4 separate regions of the Mus musculus genome follow, and regions 1, 2 and 4 are each linked to region 3. A link is a contact called in public HiChIP or PLAC-seq and promoter capture Hi-C data. All regions are on one chromosome and are shown on one strand. The core of a region is the stretch at or near the end of the contact, and the rest is flanking DNA. Distances in the headings are between cores, read along the strand shown. Region 1 overlaps Gm34119 (a long non-coding RNA gene). Region 2 overlaps Bcar3 (breast cancer anti-estrogen resistance 3). Region 3 overlaps Gm46822 (a long non-coding RNA gene). Region 4 overlaps Bcar3 (breast cancer anti-estrogen resistance 3).

The links. Promoter capture Hi-C pulls out the DNA fragments that hold promoters and counts their contacts. HiChIP or PLAC-seq counts read pairs in DNA pulled down with a chosen protein or histone mark.
Region 1: a contact with region 3 is called in an H3K27ac HiChIP or PLAC-seq map of hepatocytes, with 2.6 times the contacts expected there. The contact joins two enhancer-like sites. A contact is called at or near these places in 1 of 15 datasets of contacts at CTCF or cohesin (the NIH/3T3 cell line) and 3 of 115 datasets of contacts at active chromatin or transcription factors (embryonic stem cells, extraembryonic endoderm stem cells and hepatocytes).
Region 2: a promoter capture Hi-C map of liver shows a contact between it and region 3, with 3 times the contacts expected there. The contact joins two enhancer-like sites. A contact is called at or near these places in 16 of 39 promoter capture datasets (the 3T3-L1 cell line, 3T3-L1-derived adipocytes, the C10 cell line and 9 more), 13 of 484 Hi-C or Micro-C datasets (the 3T3-L1 cell line, B cells, the C10 cell line and 9 more) and 3 of 115 datasets of contacts at active chromatin or transcription factors (bone marrow-derived dendritic cells, embryonic midbrain and pancreatic cancer cells).
Region 4: a contact with region 3 is called in a FOXA1 HiChIP or PLAC-seq map of pancreatic cancer cells. The contact joins two enhancer-like sites. A contact is called at or near these places in 2 of 484 Hi-C or Micro-C datasets (liver and nephron progenitors), 1 of 115 datasets of contacts at active chromatin or transcription factors (pancreatic cancer cells) and 3 of 9 other capture datasets (adipose tissue, embryonic stem cells and liver).

The regions. Positions count from the first base shown.
Region 1 is chr3:121,910,647-121,916,060 of GRCm38.p6, forward strand. The region is part of intron 1 of Gm34119 (a long non-coding RNA gene); the gene reads left to right. Among named protein-coding and RNA genes, the nearest start is that of Gm34119, 9.8 kb to the left of the region's middle. Within about 2 kb of position 3,940, at least 40 of the 459 cell types and tissues checked have an H3K27ac peak or open chromatin away from gene starts, as enhancers often do. A contact at or near this core is called in hepatocytes, where this site is marked.
Region 2 is chr3:122,473,550-122,479,276 of GRCm38.p6, forward strand. The region is part of intron 3 of Bcar3 (breast cancer anti-estrogen resistance 3); the gene reads left to right. Gm34349 (a long non-coding RNA gene) reads right to left here. Exons shown (of 2, transcript XR_376033.3): 2 at 2,912-4,280. Among named protein-coding and RNA genes, the nearest start is that of Gm34349, 3.8 kb to the right of the region's middle. Within about 2 kb of position 2,357, at least 172 of the 459 cell types and tissues checked have an H3K27ac peak or open chromatin away from gene starts, as enhancers often do. A contact at or near this core is called in liver and pancreatic cancer cells, where this site is marked.
Region 3 is chr3:122,195,511-122,200,993 of GRCm38.p6, forward strand. It overlaps Gm46822 (a long non-coding RNA gene), which reads right to left. Exons shown (of 6, transcript XR_001783970.1): 6 at 1,896-1,942. Among named protein-coding and RNA genes, the nearest start is that of Gm40137, 13 kb to the right of the region's middle. Within about 2 kb of position 3,716, at least 83 of the 459 cell types and tissues checked have an H3K27ac peak or open chromatin away from gene starts, as enhancers often do. A contact at or near this core is called in hepatocytes, liver and pancreatic cancer cells, where this site is marked.
Region 4 is chr3:122,512,445-122,518,220 of GRCm38.p6, forward strand. It overlaps Bcar3 (breast cancer anti-estrogen resistance 3), which reads left to right. Exons shown (of 12, transcript NM_013867.3): 7 at 1-559. Among named protein-coding and RNA genes, the nearest start is that of Mir7657, 26 kb to the right of the region's middle. Within about 2 kb of position 3,312, at least 43 of the 459 cell types and tissues checked have an H3K27ac peak or open chromatin away from gene starts, as enhancers often do. A contact at or near this core is called in pancreatic cancer cells, where this site is marked.

The DNA.
Region 1 (5,414 bases), core at 2,690-5,189, 280 kb before region 3:
ATAAACATAAGAGATCAATGTAGTCTTGGAACATACCACTAAGTAGACTGCTCACATTGCGGCTGGGTGAGGTGGTACATGCCTTTAATCCCTGTGCTCTGGAGGCAAAAGGCAAAGACAAGAGGATCGAGATCTCATCTCAAAATATCCAGGGCTTGGCACTGATGAGGCTGCTGACAGGAAAGTGCTAGCCTTAAGGCATCAACATCTGACCTGAGTTTAGAGCCCTGGGCCTCCATTTTAAAGAGCTGGGTGTGGTGGTACCCAGTTGTTATCCTAGTGCTTAAGAGGTGAAGACAGGAGCATGCCTGGACCTCACTGGCCAAGCAGCCTAGATTCCCTGGGGGTTCCAGCCAACAGGAGACCCTTCCTCAAGTAAGGAAACACACAGAAACAAGGGACAACAGCTAGGGAATGGGAGCTGAGGCTGCCCTCTGGCTTCCACATGCATGTTCTGGATGGACACACACACACACACACACACACACACACCTTTAAAAATGAGGGTTAGAGTCTAGCTCAGTAATAGCACACTTGTCTAGTACATGCAAGCTCTTCAGTTTGGTTACATACACACACACACACACACACACACACACACGCAAATCTCTCTCTCTCTCTCTCTCTCTCTCTCTCTCTCTCACACACACACACACACAGACTGAGAGAGAAATAAAAAGAATATCCACATTATAGGTGTTCGCTCATCTTGACACCACTACTCCCATTTTCTCCATCCAATCTTGAACCAGTTTTATCTGAAAACATCTTTTTTTCATTTCTTTATATCCATTGGTATCACAAAGTTCTTGGCTCAAGTCTTCATCTCTCTGGTCCCCAGAAGAACCTGTGACAAGAGTCTCTTTCATCTTTCCGATATGTAAATCTACTTGTAACATTTACCTGCTCCATGGGTTTCTATGGCTCATTGGCCCAGATCATTGCTTTAAATTCCTCCAGCTTTTGGTCCTTCCCTGTGCTTCCTGCCTTGCCTCTGCTCCTCATCCATCGGTGTTTTTGTTTTCCTATTACATAGAGATGCGGCTGCTGTTCTCATCCAAGAGGCGATATTTAAAGTACTCAGAGGACAGAAGCTAACGGTGAGAACACAGCCACTCATACTGTCACTATTGAGGATATACTGGTGTGCAGGGGCTCTAGCTGCCCAGTCCCAGTCCCCTGAGCAGGATCACCTTCCTGGTGAGCTTCTGCCCTGCTTTCTACATCTCCCAGAGGAGCAGCCATTGAGCCAGAGTTGAAAGTGTGGCTCTGTGTCACTGGGAAAGGTGGACAGACCTGAGTTTCCCCGCACCCATGCAGAGATGAAACGGTTGTGCACCAGGCACGGTTTGCAGACCTGAAATGACCTCTTATGTTTTCTAAGATGTTCTTGGAAAAAACCCCATGGCCTCATCTCTGCTGGCTCTATAAACACCTTTGCCTGTTTCTGATCCTCAGAATTTTATCAGTAAAAGACATCTACCTCGCACACAGGCCCACCAGCAGATCTGTTTTGTGACCAGCTTTGATCTTTTTTTATTTTCCTGCTGACTAGGAAACCTTATGTCCTCAATTGACCTAAAACTATGAGGAAAAAGTTCCAGCATCTTTTCTAACAAGAAAGAAAGAAAATGATACATGGGTTGTTGTTTGGCCTCCAATCTGAATCACGGCTGTGTGGACCACTCATCATAATCGTATTTCCTGCATCAGCATCATTAAAGGGTTTTTAGCAAGTTGCTACTCAATGCAACACTAAACTGGTCTTAAGGGGATTCTAAAGAACTAATCGCTGTCTCCAGAAGCTGGATGTGGAAGTTAAGACATGAATAGCAGGAATGATAACACTACTAAAGCAGTCGCAGTATGGATTGCATTCAAATGACAGACACTGTGGGAGTGAGGAGGAAGAGGAGAAGGGAGAAGAGGAGGAGGAGGAGAAGGAGGAGGAAGAGTTACTTTGTTTTCCTCCTACGTGCAAAATGGGTCGTAATGGATAGTGTTCACTCTAACCCATCTGAAAAATCAGCATATGTGATGAATGCAGAGAACACAGAAGAGGGGCTAGCCTGTGAGAGGCCCTAGGCTTGCTGCTTGGGAGCAAGGGAGTGGTGGTGGTGGTGATGGTGGTGATGGTGGTGGCGGCGGCGGCAGCGGCGACAGCAGCAGCCACCGCTGATAAGAGAATGGAGGGATGTCCTCAAAACTGGAATGAAGCTGAAATTGCAGTTGTTTCAGCCTGCAAATAAGAAATGTAACCCCAAGCAGCATCTAAGCGCTACCACAGAGATATGTAGCACTCTTACATTGTTGAACAGAAGTTTAATGTAATCAAAGCAATATTTGAAACTACTAGGCAGCAAGTGATCACCTTCAAGCCCCATTTCAGCTGCTGTAAGCGCACAGCTGCGGGTGTTCCACCCTTGGGGCTGTTCGGGGAGGAGTGATCTTTGTGTTATGAGCATTCATTACGTGTTCACAGTATGCTGTGTACCAGGCTATCTGCAGCATTTTTAAAAAATCATAATAAAATACAAGTTTTTGCTAACTTGCCATTTAAAATAATTGGCTTTTAAGAGTGTAGCTCACGGGTATCAGCTACATTCACATTGTTATGCAGGTGTCATCTCCACATATTACGTTTCCTGTTGTAAACTGGACCCCTGTGAACTGAACCTCTGCCCCTTAAACAGTGACCCCCCCCCATTTCCTTTACCCTTTGACCTTTAGCAAGTGTTGGGTTTTCTATCTGTTGAATTTGGCCACTTGATAGAAGGACAGCCATACAGTCTGTGTCTTCTATGACTGCTTTATCTCATTTAGGATGCCTTCAATAGTCATGTGTGTTTTAGCCTGTCTTGGAATTGTTTTCCCCACTTAAACCTGGATAATATTCTATCAAATATTTCATTAAAATTTTTTGCTAAAGAAGATAACTTGTCCAAATCACAGAGCCAGCTAAAGAAAGAGCACAAAGATCTGCTGCAAGCTGCTTCCCGCCTGTCCACGCCCCCTGTGTAGCCGGCTCCATGTAGGTCTAGGGCCGGTCACCACATCTGGCACAAGGAGGCCATTGGAGGAGGATTTTCTATTGTTTATCTAACACCATTTCTCCAGCTTTTCTTCTTCTTTTAAGTATTGGTTTATGAATATGATAGGCCCACGCTATGTACATGTGTACATGTGTGTGTTTTGTGGAATTCATAGATGCTAAAAGTTGAAGGTTTGGCTGATGGCGCACACTTGCAGTTTTAACACTGGAAGACTGAGACAGAAGCGTCCTAAGTTCAAGGTCAACCCCGAGCTCTGTAGCTGGACCCATTTCTAAATAAAGAAATGGTTAAATAGGTTTAACTAAACTAAAAAGGATCTGGAGAGATCTGGGCCAAGGAAGACACTCTTCAGCCGCGCCTTAGCAGGAAGGCAGACACACAGGTAGATCCATCTCAGTGAACAGGAGGGGACCGGCTAGACACAAGCTAATGTGAACCTTTAGGAAGATTTCTTGTGGCTGAACGTATGGCTAGTCCATTAGGGATAATCATTCTTAGAGAGGACACAGGTTTGATTCCCGGCATCCAAATGGTGGCTCACAACCATCTGTAACTCCAGCTCCAGGGAATCTCATACCCTCTTCTGGCTTCTGTGGGCATCAGACATGTGCACAGCATGCAGGGAAAAACATCCATACACATTCAAATAAATTAATAAATATTTTAGAAAAACATTTTTAAAGAAAACAATTTCTTTTTTTAGGCCCTTACCCTAGTGAACTTTTTTGTTGTCTCTGTTTTTCGATGAGCTAAACCCACTCCTTCTAAGCGAAGACAAAAGTCCTTTGCCCATATAAAACTAGGCCGCATGGCAGCCTAACACCAAACACAGTGTGGCTGCCCAGTCTCTCCAGATAAACACAGGGAAAGGTCATCCAAACACAGGAAGACAGAGTCCCCTTCCCTTTTCCTTTGCCCCCTCCTCCTCCTTCCCTGGCTCTCTTATCCCTGGAGGGTGGACCCAGCCTTTCCCAACGTTTATTCTGAGAGCTCCAGTTCGCACAGTGGGACGTGCTCCAGACATGGGAATACAGCAGCGGGGCCAACCGGGAAAACCAAAAATATAAACGGAGAGATTTGCTAGATTTCTGTTCTCCCTTCCCAAATTGTGCCAGGAATGTGTGCTAGAGCTGCTTCTACTGTTCTTGGTGGAACTCGGCCCTTCCTGGGAGGAGGGCTTCTGGAGTTTATAGGACTTGCCGGTTTGCACAAAAGAAAGTTAGCCTGGCTTAGGATCTCCGGGCCTTGTGCTTGATCCAGCACAAGAATGCAATAAATGTTGAGAAACAATAGCTAAAGAGCCTTGCATCTCCAACACTGGCAATGAGTTTAACAAGTCCCCATCCCCCGTCCTCCCCCAATTACAGAGGAAATTAGAAAGCTAGATGTCCTTTAAACTTAACTGTTGCAATTTTGTATAACCGGGAATTCTGAAGTTCATAAATGAAGGGCATTTTACCTTCTCCTGACATATTGTGATCCAAACAGTGGCAAGGAAATAAACGTACCCTCCTCACCTCGCTGGGGAGGGAGGGGGAAAACGATGAATGCTTTGGGATTATGAGCTTCAGTGATTATAAATCAGCATCTGTGGTGAAATGTTCAGAGCTAATTTCAAAACAGACCCAGGGTTTGAAAGCAAAGCATAATGGTGACCTTTCTCATTTAGCTGTTGCTCAAACAAAGATATGTTCCAGCAATATCCGATGCTTCCTTCCTGCTGGGCCTCCACCCAATGCCATTTAAAACAGTGTGTCACATCCAAATGGGAGCAGAGGATGTGGCGTGGCTGAGTTTCAGAAGCCCTGTGTTTGTGCTTTATTATTATTTTCGAAGGTTTTTTTTTTAATGCTGTATTTGTTTTGTTTCCATCAACTTAGTGTTATGAGTTGGGTTTCATGAGATTAAATATGGGTGCCAATTCTACTTTTCTGTTTCCTTAGATTTTTATTCTTGTCACAAATGGCAATGTATTTGTTTTTCTTGTTTTTTTGTTTTGTTTTGTTTTTGCTGCTGTTGTTTGGTTTTGGTTTTCTAAGAGAGGTTCTCTCTGGTAGACCAGGCTCCTCTAGAACGCACTATAGTCCAGGATAGCCTCAAACTTGTTTATGGTCTTTTGACTTCTGCCTTCCAAATGCAGGCAGGGATGACAGATAGGAATTGCCACACCAAGTTCACTTCACGGGTTCTGAATCATAAGGATAGATTTTTGTTTGTTTGTTTGTTGTTTGTTTGTTTGTTTTGGTTTTTGAGACAGGGTTTCTCTGTGTAGCCCTAGCTATCCTGGAACTCACTCTGTAGACCAGGCTGGCCTCGAACTCAGAAATCTGCCTGCCTCTGCCTCCCAAGTGCTGGGATTAA
Region 2 (5,727 bases), core at 1,107-3,606, 280 kb after region 3:
GCAGAGATGGCACACAAGCCTGCAGCGGTGTGCCCAACACGGTGTGCTAGCCAACACCTTGAACTTAAGCTCAACTTCATTGTCATTGACATTTTAAGAAAACATTTTAGGAAAACAAGTTTTAAGGACACACTGTTCCATCTCCTTTACTCCCAAGCTTGATAAAGGGTCCGGTGATTGGGTTAATCTCAAATTTGAATCTCAGGATAAGCGATCCTGTAAACTTAACCTGTTGATACAAAGTAGTAAACTTCCTTCTGGGAAGGGCCCGGGTGGAGCAGTCTTTGCTGCTGCTCCTTCTGGGAAGTAGAACACCCCAGGGCTGCTAGTCTCTTGTGTCTGCCTCTCTCAGCGCAGAAGCTGTGTTTTCTCAGGTCAGCTTTGTGCACGGATCACACAGTGGAAGCCTAGCCTTCCGGTCTTCCCATTCAAAAGGAAAAGGAGAGCTTCCTCCTCAATTCCAGTTTGAAAAATCCCAGGGAAGCTCTCAGGTTCATCTCAGGTTGGTCATATGTTCACCCTCAGACAGCTCACTGTCCAGTACTCTGACTGGATTACACATCCAGCTCGCAAGGGTGAAGACACATGCTATCTAGTAACTGAGCTATTGAGAAGCACTGAATTAGGTTGTTAGGTCCGCTGTCAACAAGCAGTCACTGATAAGCAGGAGGCAGGAGACACTCCCCCACCCCCACTCTCTAGGGCTGCCAGCTCTGAGAGTTGTAAGGTTACAGGAAGTCTGCTAAGTGACTGAGCCCACATCAGAAAAGGGGCAGGCTTATTCGTCAGTCCAGCCAATGGGAGAAAAGGACAGGAAGTTCTCCTAGTCAGGGAACTTCTAAAGATGCCCTCTTATGCCAAATCAACGTACCAGTCGTCTCTGCCCTTTCTCTGCTGTGTCTCCCTGTCTGCAGCATTATATATTAAAAGACGGTTTCGTTCTCACTAGTCTCTTGAATTTGTTATGATCATATTTCCAACACCACCATCTGGTATTTACACTTTTCCCCATAAATGTTTTAGGATCATAGTAGGCTATTTTTCTAATTATCTCTGTCTTCTTGGGATACACATATACTGTGTTGACACATGACTGCTAAACTCTGCAGATATTCCTCCCCATACCCTTTTCCATCTTCTTAAAACCTGTACACAGCTCTCTGCAGTTTCACTCTCTTTGGTTTATTTATGGGCTGGATAGTTTCGTGGTGGCCACTGTGACAGAGGAGATAGAAGTGGGCCCTTGGGAGAGCTGTGTATCACCTGATTATCACCTGTGTGGCCTTGGAAAGATTTCTACATCTGTTATCGCAAGTGACCCAGCCCTAAGACACAGTGTTCCAGATAATGATCCAGACTCTCCAGACCCATTCCTGCTGCTCACCCTGGTACCTCCCCCTTCCTCCACCCAGCCCTCCCACTTACTTTGGAAGGAGTGCCGTAAGGTGCACAGGGACAGGGTGGGGGTTGGTGGCATTCTACTAGCCTTTGAACACTGGCAAAAACAACCCATTGTCCTCACCCTAGGCACCAAGTAAAGAAAATATTGACCTTTTAGATGTCACTTCTGAAGACATCGTTGTACTTGGCAGCCATCAAGGAAGTGAAGACATTGGCTGCCGATCAATGCAGTCTCTCACAGAGAGCCTTCGGATCCGGCCTTTCCCCACCAAGGGCACAGGAGGTCTATACACAGAGAGGTGTTCCTGGCTTGTGCTCAACACCTGAGGCTTGCTGCCTCCTGGTCCAGAGATTCTGTTCTCAGCATCCCCAATCTATGAGCTACACTTCCCTGACTGTTATATGTTGTCCAGTATCCCTGACATTGCGGATGAACCCTCAACCTGTGCTGCTGGACTATCTGTCACTGGATGAGGGGAGGTCTGCCTCCTGGATTTGCTTTAGATTAGAGTGTTCTGGTCCTGGCAGTCAGGTGTGATGCTTCTGTTAGCACATCAGATAAAGCAGGTTCTGGCTTGCTCTCATTACTCATTCTAAGAACTACTGCTTGCTGCCCAGACCATGGTGATAATGATGCCCCCCTCCTAGTGTGCTAAACGAGACACTGGTAGAATTCTCAGCAGAAATTCTGGCCCTTGGGAACATCACACACTAGGAAATGAGGTAGAGAGATGTGGGTGACCGCCATGGCCTTTCTAGATGCACTCCCCAGATGTGTGGCTGCCAAGAGGTTGCTGAGATCAGACTTGTACATATTACACATTTACTGTGATACACAAGGCCCTCCCACCAGAGGAGCACAAGGGCTTGTCTTTTTCACAGGGGAAAGCTACTTCACAGCCATAAGGGGTCTCAACACTGCTTGCCTGGCTCCTCCTCTTACCAGTCACAGCCCTGCTAAGCCAACCGGTGTCCATGGCAACCAGACAAGTGTTTTGCAGGTCCAGTCATGATCACTAGGCTATTTTGCTCACTTCCTTTCTACTGGCTATTGAAAGCCTTTCTGAATCTTAGACTGGTGACCTGACTCAGCAGGTAAAGGTACCTGCCATGAAACCTGCTGACCTGAGTTTGATTCCCCAGAACCCACAGGGTGAAGGAGACAATAGATTCCCACATGGAAGCTTGGACATGCGCGCATGCATACACACAGACACTTTATCTATTAAGTTACTTTTTTAAAAAGTGGATAACCAATCAGTGGGGACTTCTAGGTCCCCTAAGTGTTTGGGAATTGAGTATAAGCTCTAACCTATTTCTCCAGTGAGCACATTATCACCCAGTGGTTCGTATGGATCATAGAAGCCATACTTCACCTCCCAGTTAAGAGCTCCTAATACAGACTGATTTTCAGTGCTGTTTTGGCAGAATGCAGGATTAATCACTGTCTCATTCAGATGATAATAGCCAGGTTGTTTCTGACTGACAAAAGACCATTTTTCTACTGAAGTGTTTTTCATTCAGGTAGCTAAACTTTATTGCGAAGGGATTAATTCCACTGTTTTCTGTCAGGGTTGGAATGAGTGTGGTCTCCCTCGGTGCCTGCCTGCCCTGTGCCTAAGCAATCCTCACTGTGACTGGTGGATTCCTGCTGTTGCAGGCTTAGGGGAGGCAGAGAATAGTTTCTCCGGGGAATACAGACAGGCAGTATAAATTAGAACAGCATGGATGGTGGTGGTGGTGGTGGGGGGAGAACGGCACAATCTTCATGAGGCTAGACACAACATGACTCTAGAAATAAGTTAAAATCAGACAGTCCAGAAATTTGGACCAGAGCAGTATGAAGAAATTAGGCACCTGGGAGATGGTTCTCAGGGCACTCTAAGCAGAAGCCAAAGATCGGTTGTCATGGCAACAGCCACCCAGCATGGAGGTGTTGGAGGAGTGAGATTGGCAGGACAGCAGGTCAGAACATAGACTAAAGTCTAATTTTGCAGCCAGAGACAGGGACAATGACAGGGGTGGTGGTGGGGTATCACCCAGATCTCACGAATTACCCATAGGTACTCAGTCAGGTTGGCTGGAACAGGGGTATCCAATAGTAGATGGGCTTTGGGGTGAGCATGGAGACAAATACTGTGGCTTTGTGTCCTGCCTGTTTCCATCAACAGCTCATCAGATAACGATGATGCAGGGGACCCTCTGAGACATCTGAGCAAGTGTGATTAAAGATCCTTCGTATGTCTTCCGATTATCAGGTTTTGAAGTTGAGGATTAAAATATACTTTTAATGCTAAATACTCTTGATCATCTATCTCCTCTTTAGTTCTAGTTTTAAAAACTCAGAAGGGTCCTCAGCACCAGCTGCAGTCCGGCAGTGACTCAGTCATTGTCCACCTTCTCTGAGGACAGAGGTCCGGGTCGCCCAGCATCTGAGAGTTGTCAGCGACAGAGGATGGTTTCTAGTGCCTTTCTTCAAAGAGGAATGGAAACTCACATTTGCAGACTGTGCCTTGCATGTATTGGGGATCAGGCTTTATAATGTTATCATTCGTTGCCTGTAATCACCTGGTATGTTTGGGGAGCAGCTTGAGGTTTTGAGAGGTCAAGTCATCTCCCAAGGTCACTTCAGCTAGCTACTGGCGCAGCACTGACGCCTGGAACATGTTCGGAGTCTCTTTAGAGCCACGTGGATGTCTGTCTCCAGGCTCAGTTTTGGAAGGTGCCAATTTGCAGAAGTGCCTGTAAGATTGCCTGTAAGATGGGAAAGAGCTCAGTTGGTCCTGATGGGGGTGGGGCACTCCCCGAAGGCTCCGCTGCAGAGGGACCGCTGTGCCTCTTCTGTAGTCGTTGCCTGTCAGCTCTTTATGTTGTTCTCACTAAAAGTAGGAGGGAAAGAAAAGGCAGTGTGTACAGCAGAGAAAACCCAGAAGGAGAGATGATGGAAACAAGCTTTGCTCTGCATGTGATGTCTGCATGGTTACTGTGGAATGGGAGGCAGCCTGGCAAAGGAGATGCTGAACCACCCTGGATGGATTAGACTCCCAGGGACTTACAGGGGATCTAGAGGAGTCCCCTGAAATGTTATATCAAGGATCATGATTCTGCCTCTTGACCTGGGAAGATGGCCCATGGCTTTCTACTAAAAGATGCCCACCCAAGCCTGCCAGGTAGTCTGAGACTAACTGAGAAGTTGAAATCCCTACATCTTATACTCTTCTTCCTCCTCCTCCTCCTCCTCCTCCTCCTTTTGAGACAGGAACTAGGATACGTAAGATCCTAGACCGATGACCTTGCACTCGTATCCTCTTAGGTGTTGGGAGTATAGGAGAATACTATATAGTGTATGCAGTGCTGGGGTATGGAAGCCAGGTCTTCATTTGTGCTAGGCAAGTACGTTGCCAACTGAGTTACAGCCCCAGCCTATGTGCATATTCTTTTAATTTTTACTGTAATGCCATGGTATAGAAACAGAAGCGTGTGAAATACAGCATTTCCAAGGGGATACTGGGAGATGATAGGTGTTTGTGATAGAGCGATATCTAGGGTAGAATTATAAAGCATAACAGTATGAAAGAAAACTCAAGGCTGCCTATTGCTTCATGTTATTCAGCTATGCAATTTTAATAGCTGTTTGGAGAATCATAAACTTGTTGGGGGGAGGTGCAGGGATCTGATGTCCAATAGAAAGGAATCTATTTGTGAAGACTGTACTTAGTCTTTGTGTTGGGCAGATCGATGTTGTTTCCTGAAAGAGACCATTTAACAGCCATCATCCCTCATCCCCCTTGAGAAATCTGGGGAAACTGTCAACCTGAGATGCAGATGCCTGAGTGTCTGTCACACTGAAGAGCCTGCTTCTAGAGACTCTGCATCCGCCAGGGCACAGCAGGTGCTTGTGAACCCAGAGCGGCAAAGATCTCAACAGCACATCCTACTCTCTGCCCACCTAGTCTGGCTTACATCCCTTTTTGAAGCAAAAACTGAATGTGATTTGCCCAGTGGGTAATGTGTTGGACTATCTTCAACAACCTTAGCTGCTCTGTCTAGCTGCTTCTCCAGCTTTAGCCTTTCTCGGTGGTATCTGAGACCAGCTCTGTTCCATCAGGCCCTGTGGCTCTTTGTGTGGAGGTGTATGTGGCAACCACAACAGTTTCTTCTGCCCTACAGATGCTCCTCAACTCTGAACAGGGTGACAGAGCTGGCCAGAAATTGAAACAATTCTAACACGAAGAGGAAATTAATAATATACCTGACCTTCCAGGCATCCCAGCTTAGTCCAGCCTGCCCTGGATATTCAGAGCAGTTAGCCTACAGCACGGAGAA
Region 3 (5,483 bases), core at 2,466-4,965:
CTGACGGGCTCTCCTCCCAAGATGCTCTCTGGAAGTGCCGTGCCAGTGAAGCAGAGAAGCATTGCTTAGGGAAACATCTTTCAAGGTTTTCCTCTCTGTTGATAATGTTGCCACACACCTCACCCCTTTACTGGCAATGTGCTTGCATCACAATTCTGAAATATTTTTCCTCCAAACACCACTCTCTGCTGTGAGCAAGCCATTGCTGTAACGTGAAAACACCGAAAGACACCATGGCACCCGGTGAAGCTTTGCTTCCCGTGACCCCTATTTCCCTGCCACAGATCTTAAACAGACAACACACCTTGAGCATTCCTTCCAACTCATGAAAATTTTTGGTCTTGGGATCACCATATTTCCAAACTTTTGGGGTTCATTGAGGGCTGCAGAAACTTCTGCTGGATTCTGCGACCCTTCTTGGCCTCAACTCCTTTTGACTGGTCTTTGACTCCTTTAGTTTCTATTTTCTTATCTCTTCTTCATCCTCCCGTCCCTCTTCTTGTGCCAACAACTCTTCATTAGCCACTTCCTTGGGAGCTCCTAGATGTCACCCTCAGCCATGCCTAGGTCAAGTTTGCTGATAGAATTTTGCAAGCCCCTCATTCTTGGTGAGCCATTTAAAACCATGGGCAAAACGCTTGTCTTCTTTCAGATGCCATCCTTATACTCCTTGATGATAGCACCTCGAATCCAAGTAAGTTTCCATCCATTCGTGGATGTTTTAATCCCCCAAGAATGCATCTGTGTCTTTACAAGCAATGGCTTGGGCAAAGCAGAGAGTGGTATTTGAGGGGGTGGAAGGGGTATAACTTTGATATTGTGATGTGAGTTCCAGCAAAGGGACAAAGTGTGGGGTCATTTTTTTATTTCTTATTTTTAGTATAGAATAGAGTTTATGTAGGGCATGAGAAGGGAAGTTGATGGGGTAGTAGAGACAGAAAGGCAGAAAGAGGGAGGGAGAGAGACGGAGGGGAAGGGAGGGAAGGAGGGAGAGCGGGAGAGAGAGAGCCATGAGCATGTGGAGGGGGGGAGGGGAAAAGGGATAGGGGGAAGAGGATAAGGGAGCAAAGGAAGAGGAGAAGAGGAAGTGTGGGGACATTATTAACATCGGAGAGATCTTTTTCTAGGCAATGCTTCTCTACTTTGCTGGCATGGCCATTCAAGAGAGCATCATGGGAAAAGAGCTGAGTTACCAAGACTTGCTATTCCTGCTGCACACTGGCAGTGGATCACAAGAGGTTTCAACCTGTAGCCTGTAGCCTGCATCAGTGCTCTCAAGCCAGACTGTATTCTGTCTTTGGAAGCTTTAAACCCAGCACTGACAATGCCCTCCTAAAGGTGAAAGTCCCATCAGGCATTCATTTCCAAAACAGAACACGTTAAATGTTTGCTCTAGTAAATCATTTTCCCCTGAAGTCACCTAACCCAGAGTTTCCAAGTTTAACTGTCTTCATGTTGGTATTCAGAGACTTGACATTCTGTGCATATTACATAGTGAATAATTCTTTTTTTTTTTAACCTCATAATTCACTCAGAGTTAATAGTAACCCAGCCTCATTGCTTGGCCTTCTCTTTCAACGGTGAGCTCATCCTCTGTGCTTTGGTTCTGGTTACCATGGTGCTTCTGTGCCTGGTCTTTAGTCCCGATCACTGGGAGCCTCTCCTTAAGTGATAGAGGCCATGGTGGGATTTCCCTCAGTCCTGTTGCCTTCTGTGAAGCAGATCCGTTAATGGTTCCCATTTTTCTTACTGGTTTTTCATCAAGACAATAACTTGGATGGAATGGAACATGACTGACTGGCACTCAGTAACCATTTCTGATTTCCCAGCTCCGTAGTCCTTACTGCTTTTAATTCTCCTTCCAAGTCTATCCTTCCTCTTGCTCTCTTGATGGTGATTAAAGAGTAAATCAGGCACGGTGGGAACATTGCGATCCAGAGATCTGCAACAGAGGAGACATGGAAGACTGCCGCCGAGCTAACGTAGCCTACTGTTTTACAGGAAGCTTTTTTTATTTTCTGATGTAGAACAGCATCAGCAAAAACAACAATAAAAAGGATATTACACCACATGCATGAATCAGTCATGCCGTCATTTATTATCATTCTCAGGTATTAGTACATTACGTAATTGTGGTTCTCTGTTTTTATTTGATGGGCCCAGAGTTGAGGTGTTTGTAGCAGCATCACCATAAATATGTAAGTAATGTTTTCTGCTGCAATCTTAGACTTACTATGAGATCACTGGGTGCCAAGGGTTTTCCAGCTCCAGTCTAGTCTTCCCAGACCATCATATACATGGCCTATCACTGACTAAAGTGCCAGTTTGTGTGTATGATTGCATTTGCCATAATCAGAGCACACAGCTGTCCACAGTCAAAACTAGTACCAACCTTGAAAAGAAGAAGGTGTGTTAGACTCCGTCAGTAGGGGAATAGTCTTCATTTTTACTTTATTTTACTTTGGTTGTTTTGCAGATGCTGTGAGATAGAATTTTACTATGTAGCTTAGGTTGTCCTGGAACCCACTATATAGCCCCAGCTGGCCTCCACCTTGAGGCAATCCTCCTGTCTCAGCCTCCCTGATATGTTATATTCAAGCTTGAGAATCTTGAAGATTTGTATACCACCATCCTTTGTTAAATAATGGTCTGTATGATTAAGATGGTAAAAAATATGACTGGACGTGGTGATGTATGCCTTTAATCCCAGCACTTGGGAGGCAGAGGCAGGCAGATCTCTGTGAGTTTGAGTCCATCTGGTCTACAGGAGAGAGAGAGAGAGAGAGAGAGAGAGAGAGAGAGAGAGAGAGAGAGAGAGAGTTAGTTCCAGGACAGCTGGGGCTACACAGAGAAACTCTATCTTGAAAAAAGACCAAACGAACAAAAATAGGAAAAATGTGAAGAAAACATATAGAATCATTAATTTGGTATTATAAATCCATGTATACCCCATCCTGAAATCAAATGAATTCATTCTGACAATTGAGAGAAACTGGTGCTGATGCACAGGGTTTTGACCAGTCTCTCAAAACCGAGGAGCAAATGACACATTGCCCTTATCCCAAAGCTGCCTTCTCATGTAGCAAAATATAACTTAGAAATACCCAGACAAACTGTAACCTAATTTGAGAATACATTCTTTAACAAGTAGCTAAGTCTTGGCCAATCATAGCAGATGAACCATCATAGAATGCAAACCAATAAATCAGCTGCTGACAAGATTCCAAGCAGGATCTTTCTATATGTCACTTCTGTTTCCTGCCAAATTGTTGAGTAGAACTCTCCAAACTGCCTTTATCCCGAGAGATATCTGATAACAAATGGATCTTTCATTCTGCACAAAGTGATGCTCTTAAATGTAACATGTCTAAGGTTTTTTTTTTTTTTCTTAATGAGCTGCCTAGCTTGTTCAAGTCCAACAGAGCAAGCTGAAGTTGCTGCATTCAAAACACACTGCCCTACAGCATACCATAGAGATCTTGGGAACATCCAGCGTTCCTAGTGCACACTTGGAGCTGGCTCCTCCCTGGCCCGTTTAGAGAACTTTGCCTGGACACTATAAGCAAGATCACCAGGTCTGATGACCAGCTGGGCCTTGTCAGATATATCAGCAGAGAGACTGTTTACAAACAGAATGGAAACGCGTCTAGTACCCACCAAAGCTATAAGCAGCTCTCTAGGCGTCCAACTACTCTTTGGATGGCATCCAAGGATCAACGGTCAGATGTTGCATAACGTAGCACGTGATCTACCAGCAGTGCACACATATACAATCACCCTTTGGCAACAGGCCTTGGCTTTCATAACCACATTCTTGGATTTTCTGGTGAATTGTTCAAACAGCCACCATAAATGAATGTCTGTGCCTGATGATCCTATTTTGCTATGGAAAAGTGAGTTGGCTAGTTGAAGGTGCTCAGACAAATGTAAATGGAGATAGCTGGCCCTGGCCGTTACAAAACCAGGTAAAGACAAAAGGATTTGGAAATTGCCAAAGAACACATCTATATGGTTAAGGATTTTTTTTCAATAGTTAGCATTTTCAGCAATATTTAACATGCTCTCAAGAAACAATATAAGCTACTAATTAGAACCAGCAAAAATATGCACACACACACACACACACACACACACACACTCACTAACCTGAGGGCAAAAGGAAACTTAATGCCAGAGCCACGGTCAGACTCAGGTCCTAACAGCCCCAGGCCTGTCTCCAGCCCACATTCACACTTTACTCTCCTTTAATGAGAAAGAATGGCAGAAACAGGCAGCAATTGAAGGAGGGCCAACACTACATGTGCTTACTAGTCAGGCTCTGCACAAAAGCATGGCATTCCTTCAACAGCAAGGGAGCGGGGAGGCTGGAACAGTGGCAGCGCTCACAAAGCTGGGAAGAAACAAACATTGGGACTGGCTGGGTAGGGTAGGATGAATAACAAAGCTGAAATGATACTGAACCGGGTACCAAGGGCAGGTACATCTGCTTTCATGGGGTCCCGAGACATCATAATTCCACCAGAAATCCATGGAGTATGCATTGTCTCGGTTGACCTTTGCATGATGTGAAAAGACAAGAAGATACAGGCCAAGATGGAAGAACAAGACAAAAAGATCCACAAAAGCTTTGAGAGACTTGAGACTCTTGGAGTTAACTAAGAATGCCCGTGCCTCTGGGAGCAGATTCGGCCAACTCAGAGAGGGCAGGCATAGGCTTTGTCCAGCTAAGATCCAAAGGTCTGATAAATAAAACAGGAGGTGGTGCTTAGGGCAAGGTCAGAGAGATGTTTCCTCTCAGGGCTCTTGCAGACCCCAGAAAGGCTTGAAGCCTTATGAGTGTTACTATGGCTTCACACCAACGAATTCACTGGCCTGCCATTACATGATTCGACTTCATTTCAAGAAAGCAACGGAGAAAAAAAGAACTGTTTATGGTCAGTCAGAGCAGCAAGAAGGGTGGTGGCCGCTTTGTAAATGATCAATAGCAAGTCAGAGAGAGGAGGCTGGGATTGTTTTGTTGTTGCTGTTGTTGTTGTTTGTTGTTTGTTTTTTTCCCAAGAGACTCTTAACCTACATGCCTTCCTACCCAGAGAGATGTGTTGCCAGGAACACTCACCCAGATCTTCAGGTTAATTGACAGCCCCAAACAAGGCCTTCTTTATAACCCTCATTAGGAGTTCTGCTGAGTTCGCCCAGGGGCCCTGCAGAGCAGTGCCGGCCCTGCCTTGTTCATTTCTTCACCGTTCTTGGCCCAAATTTTGTCTGAGCCCCGACTCTTGGTGATGGTGTTTTATGTAACCATGGCTGCTCACTGCTTCAGAACTTGGTATGATTAATGGTCGTAGGAACACTGCCCCCTTGGCAAAAAAAAAAAAACAAAAAATAAACAAACAAAAAAACAAAACAAAACAAAAAACCCCAAACCAAACAAACAAACAAAACAAAAACAAAGTCTTCACAACTCTCACCTTGAAGGGAATAAA
Region 4 (5,776 bases), core at 2,062-4,561, 320 kb after region 3:
AGCACTGGTACGAAGGTTCTCTTCAGATGCTAGGACAGGGGAGGCGCTTCGGGGATCAGACAGCCAGCTGTGCCCCAAGCCACCCCCGAAGCCCTGCAAGGTGCCCTTCCTCAAGACTCCCCCCTCTCCATCTCCCTGGCTCACCTCAGAGGCCAACTACTGTGAACTGAACCCTGCTTTTGCTGTGGGCTGTGACAGGGGAGCCAAGCTTCCCATGCAAGCCCACGACAGCCACGAGATGCTGCTGACAGCCAAACAGAATGGGCCATCGGGTCCCCGGAACTCTGGCATCAACTACATGATCCTTGATGGGGATGACCAGGCGAGACATTGGGATCCACTGGCAGTGCAGACGGATGAAGGTCAGGAGGACAAGACCAAGTTTGTGCCACCTCTCATGGAGACCGTGTCGTCATTCAGACCCAATGACTTTGAGTCCAAGCTTCTTCCTCCAGAGAACAAACCCCTGGAAACGGCCATGCTGAAGCACGCGAAAGAACTGTTCACCAACCACGATGCCAGGGTCATTGCGCAGCACATGCTGAGCGTGGACTGCAAGGTTAGTGTTCTGTGGCTGTCCCATTCCATTACTCTTAAGGAGGTCTACCTGGCCACACCGCACCTTGCTGGGTCGATGCTTCGTCATAGGGGAGAAAGCCAGACAGTAACGCAGGTGTGGGATTTATTTGCAGGGTGGGAACCACCAGTCAGGGCAACCTTTGCCCAGCAGGAAACTGGTAAACTTTGCCTTGGACAGAGGGAGGGCAGACCTGCCCCTGAACCCAACCTGCTAAAGATAAGCGCCTCTGTGACTCCTCCTTCTACCTCCTTAGTTAAGAACTCCCTCAGCCCTGTCAGAACTGGAACAGTTGGGGGCGAAGGAGGACCACAGAAAGCCTGGTTGCTGGAGTGACAGGGCCCTTACTATTTTATTCTCTTATACATTATACTCATACACATGGTATATTTATTTAATTTCCAATATGATCTTTATGATAATCATCTTCAACTTGATTTTTTTTTAAAAAAAATTGTTCAAGTTAAAAAAATTGTAAGGGGGCTGGAGAGATGGCTCAGTGGTTAAGAGCCATTATACTCATACATTATACTCATACACATGGTATATTTATTTAATTTCCAATATGATCTTTATGATAATCATCTTCAACTTGATTTTTTTTTTAAAAAAATTGTTCAAGTTAAAAAAATTGTAAGGGAGCTGGAGAGATGGCTCAGTGGTTAAGAGCACTAACTGCACTTCTGAAGGTCCTGAGTTCAAATCCCAGCAACCACATGGTGGCTCACAACCATCTGTAATGAGATTGGATGCCCTCGTCTGGAGCGCCTGAAGACAGTTACAGTGTACTTACATATAATAAATAAATATTTAAAAAAATTGTAAGATGCAGATTAGAAGAAAAGATAAAATCCGACAAAATCGAGTTTCTGGGGTCAGTGAGATGGCGCATCGGGTATATACAGCTGGCTGACAAGCCAAACCCTGAATCCATTCCCCAGATCCCATATGGTTGAAAGAGGGCCCAGCTTCTGCAAGTTATCCTCTGACTGTACACACATTGTGACATATATACATGTGTACACACACACACACACACACACACACACACACACACATACACACACACATACACACACACACACACATACACACACACACACACACATACACATACACACACACACACACATACACACATACACACACACACACACATACATACACACACACACACACATACACACACATACACACACACACACACACAATGAATTTAAAATATCTCAAAACTCAGGCTAGAGGAATGGCTCAGTGCTTAAGAGCACTGGCTGCTCTTTCACAGGACCCCTTTGATTCTCAGTACCTACATGGCAGCTTTCAACCATCTATAACTCCAGGTCCAGGGCATCTGACACCCCTTTCTGGTGTCTTTGGCACCACCCACACATGCGTTTCATAGACATACATGCAGGCAAAACACACATACACATAAAATGAAATAGAAGATGAAAAGCTAATTTTAGAAACCCCCACTTCCTAATGCTCACCACTGACAGTGTTTGGGATGTGGAATATCAGGCTTATTAGCATTTGAGAACAAAACTGTTATACATAGATACAATTCCAAGCCTGACTCTCAGTCCATATCTATGTACATTCTTATCGTCTTTGGGGTTTTTTCCTTAAAGATTATTTATTTATTTATTTATTTTATATATATGAGTGTTGTTTTCATGCACAGCAGAAAAGGGCATCAGATTCTATTCCAGATGGTTGTGAGCCACCATGTGGTTGCTGGGAATTGAACTCAGGACCTCTGGAAATTCAGTCAGTGCTCTTAACTGCTGAGCCATCTCTCCAGCCCCATCCTCATTTTTAATAGGGGCATTTGCTTCAGGAGCAGGTGATCTGTGTATATAAGCTCTTGGCATCCCTTAGACAACGGGCATCTTGGGCTTAGCCCACTTTCCTGGTATATAGCAGTTGATACTTGGGCACTTGAGTGATAGGTAAGACCTCAGGGAAATCTAAAGCCCTGTTTCATTCAGCTCAGAGAAGGCCATGAGTTTTAAAGGTTAGATTTATTCAAAAGCTGGATTTTCCTTCCTGTGTCAGGAATCCTGGCTGTAAATCTAATCTCCTAGCCATACCGCAGGGGGTTTGGGGGCTGAAAAAAGACTCCCAGAGTGAACTGGAGGGTCACCGAATAACCTCGGTAGAAAGAGCTCTTTTCCTGACTCCAGGACTGGAAGGCTAACTAGATGACCAGTGTAGGTCAGAGCCTGTGGCTGAGGGTGTCATCCCTGCTTGTAGAGGAAGGAGGGCGTGTCCCTGCTAAGCAGGCTCCAAGGGAAAGAACAGGACTTGTTAACTCTGGTGGCTGGGCAGCCTTGTGCAGAACACACAGGTAGGCAGAGAATTTGCCATGTTAAATCCGTACCTACTGTCAGGTGGTGGCAAGAGAAGACTGAGAGTTCCTGTCCCAGCAGGCCAGTCAGGCTGGGCCCTGGGTCTGAGCATTCAGCACCATGCCAGTAGGCCTGAGGTGAGTGAGATTCACACCGAGTGTGAGCCCGCCCACCCACAAGCCTCAGGAGGGAACTCCTTGTACACACAGGGGTCTGCAGTTGCAGAAGAGCTCCTTTTCTGGGGGGCAGTGGGCCCTTGGCTGTATATGAGGGCTTGAGAGTTTAGGAGAGAAAGAGGAGCTGCCTGCCCACTCCTTACAGGTCTGGAAGCTTCCCACTGCCGTTGACATCCTTCAGAGGAGAGCCCGAGTCTGATGTCACTTGACAAGTATGCAGCCCTCCTCCTGCATTTCCTGCCCTGAGCATTTTGTCCTCTGCCTGGGCCTCCTCCCTGGATCTGTCTTCAGGTTCCATTGAAAGACAGGTTGCTTGGGAGTCCCCAGCAATCAGGGAGAAGGTAGCCTTGGCTCTGTGCACCCTAGCCTCATGGGCAAGGCTGTTCTGCAGTCTGCAGTCTTCCCTCTACCACCCGTGCCTTGATCTTCTCCCAGAACTGCTACAGACACAGGCTGTGCCAGTGTCTCCGACAGGAAAACTCTTTCCCACTGTAAATCAATGAAATGGAGCCAAGTAGGAGGCAGAAGCAGGCATAGAGCAGCATCTGGGGCCTTGTGCCCATAGCACATGGTTCAGGAACAGCTGCTTACTCAGGGCATCAGGACAGTGGGTGGTTCTGAGCACACCGGAAGCTGCAGCCCATCAGTGTCCAGCACCCCAGCTCAGGGCCCGTGCCACCTACAGGTGGACACTGCTTGTGCCTCACTTGTCCTGGTGGAGCACAGCCACTCTGCCACCTGCTGTCTTTGAATGTGGAAATGAAGTCTCCCATTTGGCCTTTAGGGATGAGTCCAAATCCCACCATTGTCCCTTAACAGCTGCATGGCCCTTGTTCTCCTCTCCATTTGTGGAATGGAGTACTCCCTACCCAGATGGTCAGTAAAGACTGAGATAACATATCTGAAGCCCTGGCACTTTGCCTGGTGCAGAGTAAAGCAGGAAGTGTTGATGAGTGTTACATGTTCAACCTTGATTGAGCACCTGCTGCATGCCCGGCTCACTGGCATGTCTATCCTGGACGGACCTACTGTTTGAAGGGAATGGGCTGAGAGGAGATGTGATACAGGAACTTGGTCCACAGCATGGCCAGGAAACGCTCTAGCAGGAGTGGCTGGACTCCCTAGGCTTGAGCAAGGCCTTGAAGCTAGAGATCATGGCCAACCCGAGATGACTTTGGAAGGCTGAGCAGTTGGCAAGGTGATTGCAGAACGTGTCTTGCAGGCTTGGAGGCACCTGTGCTGTCACAAGCTATGGGGACAGGGGTTGGTCTAAATGGGATTCATTTCTGGATCAAAGCAGAGGGGCTTGGGGTGGGCTGGGATGGACCTGCGTGTTGTCCTCAGTGTTGCAGGTTTCTACATCTGGGCTCACACAGGATCTTGCTGTTATAGCGCTTTACCATTAAGCTAGGGAAACAAACCCATGTGCCTGTGGGCTCAGGTCTGAGGCCTCTGTGCTGGGGACAGCAGAGCCAGAACACCTAGTGATTGGACCTGGCGGTCTGATTGCATTTTAGGACTCTAGGTAGCTGAGAGGAGGGCCAGGCCAGGGGTCTTGAATGGGTCCACAGAGTGGTGGCAAGTGGGACTTAGAGGGTCTTGCCTTAGGACGTTCCTGCCACCCTGTTCTGCCACAGTAAACACATCCTCCTCCTCCTCGAATCCCCAGAGGACTTAGCTTTGACCCCAGGGTGGGCTCAACATCCCGCAGTCTTCCAGCTCAGCCCTGGAAAGTATGTGTAGCTCAGGAAAGAGACCTGATGATGGGTGATTGACACTTAATTCCGACCAGGGGCTTCTTGCTCTCAGAATGCCTATTAGTGCTTCCAGAAGAAAAGCGTGTCAGTGGTAAGCCTTTGAGGCTTACTACGCAGAGGGTGTGGGCTGCCGTGCGTGCCAAAGAGGAACAGGGCTCAGAATCTCTGGCAGGATGATGGACTAAACATGTGAGATGTATGGAATGCCTTGCCATGGTCAAGGTGGACCTCTTTCCTGACATCTGGCCAGAATTGCCCCCTCCACATGGCCAATGACTCACAGCTTGTACTCTCAAACAGTCATTTGAATCCTTAGCAAAGCTCTTGAGAAAGGTGAGTCGTACCTGTAGTGGTGAGCCTAGAATGAATCCCGCATCCTGTCCTGGGCGCCACCACTGGACAGCCAGGTCCTCAGCTCATCCCCCAGGGCTGACAGGGGTTGCCTTGCTCAGCTACGGAAGTTTCAGGTCAGGTTTAATAATTGCCTGACTTCCTGATCTTTTTGTGTGTGACATATTATGAAGATCTCTCCACGGCTTGGCATGGTTATGGTAGAAGACAGCCCACCACAGGAAGCACAGAGCACCATCTGGTGCCTGCCACATGGCCAGACTTGGTTAGACCCCTGACTCCCAGGGTCACACTGCAGTATGTCAGTGAGCTAGCATGGCCTCAGTTTAGAGATACAGCTGACTCCGCTGTAACCTTTCAGTGTGCTGTAGACTAAGAAACAGTCAGGTCTGACAGCCAATTCCATTCAAATGTGGTTATGCACGTTAGAAATGAGATGGTAAAAAAGAAAAAAAAGAAAAAAAATTCACACTGTAAGAAACTGGAAGAATGAATTTAATCAATGAAGAGAAAAACAAAGAATTGGGTTGCAATGAGAGCTGGCTTGAAGGAAGAAAGATTTTC